Regions from separate parts of the Ovis aries genome. Here region 1 is linked to region 2. The links are chromatin contacts, called in public Hi-C maps. All regions are on one chromosome and are shown on one strand. The core of a region is the stretch at or near the end of the contact, and the rest is flanking DNA. Distances in the headings are between cores, read along the strand shown. Region 1 has its middle 80 kb from the start of C18H15orf40. Region 2 holds the start of C18H15orf40 (chromosome 18 C15orf40 homolog).

Region 1 (2,700 bases), core at 33-2,532, 80 kb before region 2:
AAGTAGTCGGGCTCATGATAATGTCCTATGAGTTTGTGGAGGTCTTAGATTTGAATCCCAAAGAATTCTTGACTGGGTCCCAGGGAACTCGGCCAGTCTAAACTTTGTCTCAGTTAGTCATGCATGGGTTGATTCTGGGACTATTGTATTTTTGTGCCTCTTGCTGGGAAGCCTGCAACAGAAATGTTTCACAATAAAATTTTGTATTTTCCCAGCCAGCCCCTTCTTTATCTGGCTGAGGGCAGAGGGAGTGGCTGGGGACTCTGGCTGCCTGGCTTGGGAGGAGCTTCCAATACTGTCAGTCCCGCCGCGGGGGCAGTGGGCACACTCCTGGGCTTTGCTGCAGGCGTCTCGGACGCCGCTGCTACCACAGGTGTCATGGGTGCCGTGGGTGTCTGGGGTGTGGCTGGTGTGTCTGGTGTTGCGAATGTCGCGGGCATCACACGTGCCACAGGTTTCACCAGTGCCCAGGCTGTTGGCCGTGCAGCGGGTGCAGCAGGTGTTGGGGATGTGGCAGGTGCCTCGGCCGGGAAGATGCCACCGGTGGAGGGAGTGGTCCCAGGGTCACTCGAGGCAGATGTGGTAGGTGAGGGAGTGGCAGTGTGTGTGATCTTTGAATTGCGGGTTGTCTCCCGCATCTGAATGGTTTCCCACAGGAACAGCCAGGCCGCTATAAGAGTGTACACCTCTGGGCATAGAGGCTGGAGTTTTAGAGTGCTGGAATTCTTCATGGCAGGCAACGGCTTCCCAGTGATGGCACAGGGCTCCACCTTGGGTCTATTCAAGCGTAGGCTCTCTGAGCTCTGGCTTTTGCTCCACCTCAAGCCCAGTGGCATCCCCAACTGTCACTTCTGGATCCTCTTCAGTGTGGTGGGAGTGGCTCCTCCTGGTCCATATTGACCAATGGATGCTGCCACAGATGGGGTAAAGTAGCTCTTCGTAGGGTTGAAGGTCAGCATGCTTGCCATTAAGTTACTTATTTCATACGATAAGTAGTTGCGCAAATGGTCATGCCCTATGAGGCCGTGGAGGTGCTGGATTTGAATACCGTATCCACTTGACCGGGACGCAGGGAGCCTGGCAGGTCTGACCTTTTGTCTCAGTTAGTCATGCAGGGGTTGTTCCTAGGACTATTGTATTTTTGCGCCTCATGCCGAGAAGACTGCAGCAGAAATGTTTCACAATAAATTTTGGTATTCTCCCAGCCAGCCCCTTCTTTTTCTGGCTGAGGGCGGAGGGAGTGGCTCAGGACTCTGGCTGCCTGGCTTGGGAGGAGCTTCCAACAGTGTGGGTCTTACTCAGGCTGCAGTGGGTACCCTCCCGGGCTTTGCCGCAGGCTTCTTGGGTGCCCCTGGTGCCAAGGGTGTTTCGGGTGCTGCTGGTGTCTCAGGTCGCTGGGGGGGCGCTGGCGCCTCTGGTGTTAGAGAATGGCACCGACGGTGCACGTGCCATGGGTGTCTCTGGTGCCCCGTGTGGGGGTGTCTAGGGTGTGGCCAGCGTCGGGCGTGCACTGGGCGCAGTGGGTGTCAGGGCTGCGGCGGGTGCCTCGGCTGGGCTAGACACCGCTGGAGGGAGTGACCGCAGAGTAACACGAGGCAGATGCTGTAGGTGGGAGAGGTAGAGTCAGTGATCTTGGAATCTCGGTTTGCCTCCTGCACCTGAATGGTCTCCCACAGGAATAGCAGGGTCGGTATGAAGGTGCACACCTCAGGGCGTAGCAGCCGGGGTTTTTGAGTGCTGGAATTCTTCATGGCAGGCGATGGCTTCACAGTGATGGCATGGGGCCTCACCCTGGGACTACTCAGGCTCAGGCTTCTGACTTCTGGCTCTGGTCCCACATCGAGCTCAGAGGCATCCACACTGTCACCTTCTGATCCGCTTCACACAGTGGCGGGAGTGGCTTTTCCTGGCCCATCTTGATGGATGCATGCTGCTGAAGACAGGGTAAAGTAGCCCTGCTTTTAAGGGTGAGGATCAGCATGCTTGCCATCACATTCTTATTTCATTTGATAAGTAGTTGGGCACACGTTAATGCCCTATGAGGCCGTGGAGTTCTGGATTTGAACCCCATAGTCCACTTGACCGGGTCTAAGGGAGCTCAGAAGGTCTGAACTTTTGCCTCAGTTAGTCATGCAGGGGTTGTTTCTGGGACTATTGTATTTTTGTGCCTCTTGCCGGGAAGCCTGCAACAGAAACGTTTCACAATAAAATTTCGTATTCTCCCAGCCAGCCCCTTCTTTATCTGGCTGCCTGGCTTGGTAGGAGCTTCCGAAGGTGCCAGGCACACTCAGGGGATGCTGAGTACACGCCTGGGCTTTGCTGCAGGTGTCTGGGGTGCCCCTGGCGTCACGGGTTCGTGGGTGCCGCGGATGTCTCTGGCGCTGCCCGTGTGTCAGTTGTTGCTCGTCGCTGTCGTCCTGCGCGCCGCGTGCGCTGCTACTTCCCTGGGTGTCGGGGGTGCTTTGGGTGCATCAGGTTTCAGGTGTGTGGCAGGTGCCTCGGGTGCTGAAGATGTTGCTGATGAAGGGAGTGGCCGCAGGGTCACATGAGACTGATGGGGTGGGTGGGGGATTTGTAGGGTTGGTGATCTTTGAATCGTGGGTTGTCTCCTGCATCTGAATGGTCTCCCACAGGAATAGCCAGGACGAAATGAAGGTGGACACCTCAGGGCTTGGAGGCTGGAGTTTTTGGGTACTGGAG
Region 2 (2,700 bases), core at 24-2,523:
CATCCATCGAGTTAGTGATGCCATCCAGCCATCTCATCCTCTGTCATCCCCTTCTCCTCCTGCCCCCAATCCCTCCCAGCATCAAAGTCTTTTCCAATGAGTCAACTCTTTGCATGAGGTGGCCAAAGTACTGCAGTTTCAGCTTTAGCATCATTCCTTCCAAAGAACACCCAGGGCTGATCTCCTTCAGAATGGACTGGTTGGATCTCCTTGCAGTCCAAGGGACTCTCAAAAGTCTTCTCCAACACCACAGTTCAAAAGCATCAATTCTTCAGCGCTCAGCTTTCTTCACAGTCCAACTCTCACATCCATACATGACCACAGGAAAAACCATAGCCTTGACTAGACAGACCTTTGTTGGCAAAGTAATGTCTCTGCTTTTCAATATGCTATCTAGGTTGGTCAAAACTTTTCTTCCAAGGAGTAAGCATCTTTTAATCTCATGGCTGCAGTCATCAACCTTATAGGATATTAAAGAGCCAGATCTTCAAATGCAGTATGTTTTAGACAAATCTTTTCCCTTTCAAGCCCTATCTGCTCCAAACCATCTCCTTTTTGCTTCCCTGTTCCAGTCATCGAAATTCAAAACCTGAAAACTGTCCCTTGAGCTAGACAACGCATCATTCCTAAGACAGCATGGTGCTATAGTATCCCAGCTCCAAAAGCTACACGGCTCATTACTCTTGCCTAGTTTGTACACTTGAAAAATCCATTTTCCATCTTCTCCATTGGCAAAAGCTAAGACAACATTGAGTTTTTAAAATCAACTTTACTAAAACCTGAACAAAATTAAAGAGAAAATAGGGACAAGTATAAACATTAATGATGGGTTTCCTGCCATTTGGATCATAAACCACCGCCACTTTTTTTTTTTTTAAATTATTTTAACCATTTGCAGTATCTCTTCATGGCTTCCCGGGAGGTACAGTGGTAAATAATCTGCCTGCCAATACAGGAGACCCAAGAGTCGTGGGTTCGATTCCTGGGTGGGGAAGATCCCCTGGAAGATGAAATGGTAACCCACTCCATTCTTGCCTAGAAAACTGCGTGGACTGTGGAGCCTGGCGGGCTACAGTCCGTGGGTTCTCGGAAGAGTCGGACACAACTTAACGACGTGTTATTCAGCAGTTCTTCAGGTCTTTCCAGGAAGAAGGAGTCTTGCTCCCGCCAGCCGGAAGGCGTCGCTCTCGTGCCCGAGCGGAGGCTCAGGCCAACGGGGCCGCTCCGCGCTGCTGCGTGCGCACGCGCAGAGGGCTCTTCCGGCGCCTGCCCGGGATGCGGCTGTTAGGCTACGGGTTGAGGCTGCTCGAAGCTGGGTCTGGTTCTCGGCCTGTCACCCGGCTCCCTTTGGGCGCCGACATGCCTAAGAAAGGTGGTGCGACGAACAAGGCCAGTGGCAATTCCCGTGGCCGCGGGAGGGTGGGCCGCAGGAATGCTGGTTGAGGAGCGCGGGAGAGAAGCGGGACACGCGGGTGGGTAGAAGCTCCGCTAACCGCTTGTTGTCCCCGAGTCCCAGGCCTCCTTCTCCCCACCCCACTCGGCTGCGCCGCCGGCCACCCGGAGAGGTCGAGCACCTGGGCCGGCGTCGCGCGTGCCTCTCCCCGAACCGTGACTGCCGCCCCTCCGGCCTCGCTCCCGCACTCCCAGGCTCGCGCTTCGTGTCCCGGCAGCGCGGTGTGGCCTGTACTCTTCCCTGGGAGGCTCTCGCCAGCGTTCAGTCCCCTTCCCATCCTCGACTGTCTTCCCACCCCTCCGTTGGGAACCCACCGCTTCCTGTTTCCCTCCCACTGTCTCTGCAGGGCCGACTCCGGTTGGTTCCTAAGACTCGGCTCTAAATTTGCTTCCTGCTGGGAGCTTCTCCGGCGTCCCGAGGCCGAGCTGCCTGCCTCCTCCTTTGCTGCGCGGTGATGCCCCGTGGGTGTGTGGTCGGCGCTCCTAGCATAGTGTACCAGTCCACAGTCCGGGCTCCTTGAGGACAAGAGCCATGTGTCTTTTATTCATCTTTACTCATCCTTTGCCTCCACACCCGCCTGGTGCGCAGTTTATGTTTGTTGAGTGGAAAGTTCCTAGTACAGCTTCTGACACATCAGCTTCCAGGTTGGCTCAGCGGCGACGAGTTCCCCTGCCAGTGCAGGAGACATAGCTGCGATTCGGGAAGATCCCCTGGAGGAGGAAGTGGCAACCCACTCCAGTATTCTAGTCTGGGAAATCCTATTAACAGAGGAGCCTGGCGGGCTACGGTCCATGGGGTCGGAAAGAGTCAGACGCAACTTCGCGGCTAAATAACAATAAGTCCTTTAAATACCAGTGTTGTTCCTTTTTTCTCCACCCTTCCCCCCATATAAACACTTCCAGCCGTGGTTGTTCACAAACGTTTAACTTGTGCTGCTTGAAATACAAAGATAAATAATAGTCGCTGCCCCTGAGGAATGGGAAATGCAAAGGAACCGGCTCTAAGGTTTACCAAGGCAGGAACAAAACAGGGGTTGATCGGGAGCCTTTGTGGAAGAATTGATTTGAGCCGTGAAAGATGTTGGAAGACTATTCTAGATGACCGGAAATCCCTGGACGTGACTCATCAGCCTAATTTGCCTTGGTTACGGGTGAAAAGGAATCCCGGAAGGATCAAATGCGTGGGAAAGTGTTTTGTAAACTGTGAAGCTGTAGTGTGGTTGTTCTTGTCGTTTTAGGGTAAAAACC

Evidence for each region. A called contact is a pair of places that touch in the nucleus more often than the background predicts.
Region 1: a contact with region 2 is called in a Hi-C map of tail adipose tissue, with 7 times the contacts expected there. The contact joins the enhancer-like site here to the promoter of C18H15orf40 in region 2. A contact is called at or near these places in 2 of 16 Hi-C or Micro-C datasets (omental adipose tissue and tail adipose tissue).

The regions. Positions count from the first base shown.
Region 1 is chr18:22,663,448-22,666,147 of ARS-UI_Ramb_v3.0, reverse strand. No RefSeq gene overlaps it. Among named protein-coding and RNA genes, the nearest start is that of C18H15orf40, 80 kb to the right of the region's middle. Within about 2 kb of position 1,282, at least 6 of the 54 cell types and tissues checked have an H3K27ac peak or open chromatin away from gene starts, as enhancers often do. A contact at or near this core is called in tail adipose tissue, where this site is marked.
Region 2 is chr18:22,583,417-22,586,116 of ARS-UI_Ramb_v3.0, reverse strand. It overlaps C18H15orf40 (chromosome 18 C15orf40 homolog), which reads left to right and starts at 1,273. Exons shown (of 4, transcript XM_004017776.6): 1 at 1,273-1,389; 2 at 2,691-2,700. The coding sequence starts at 1,276.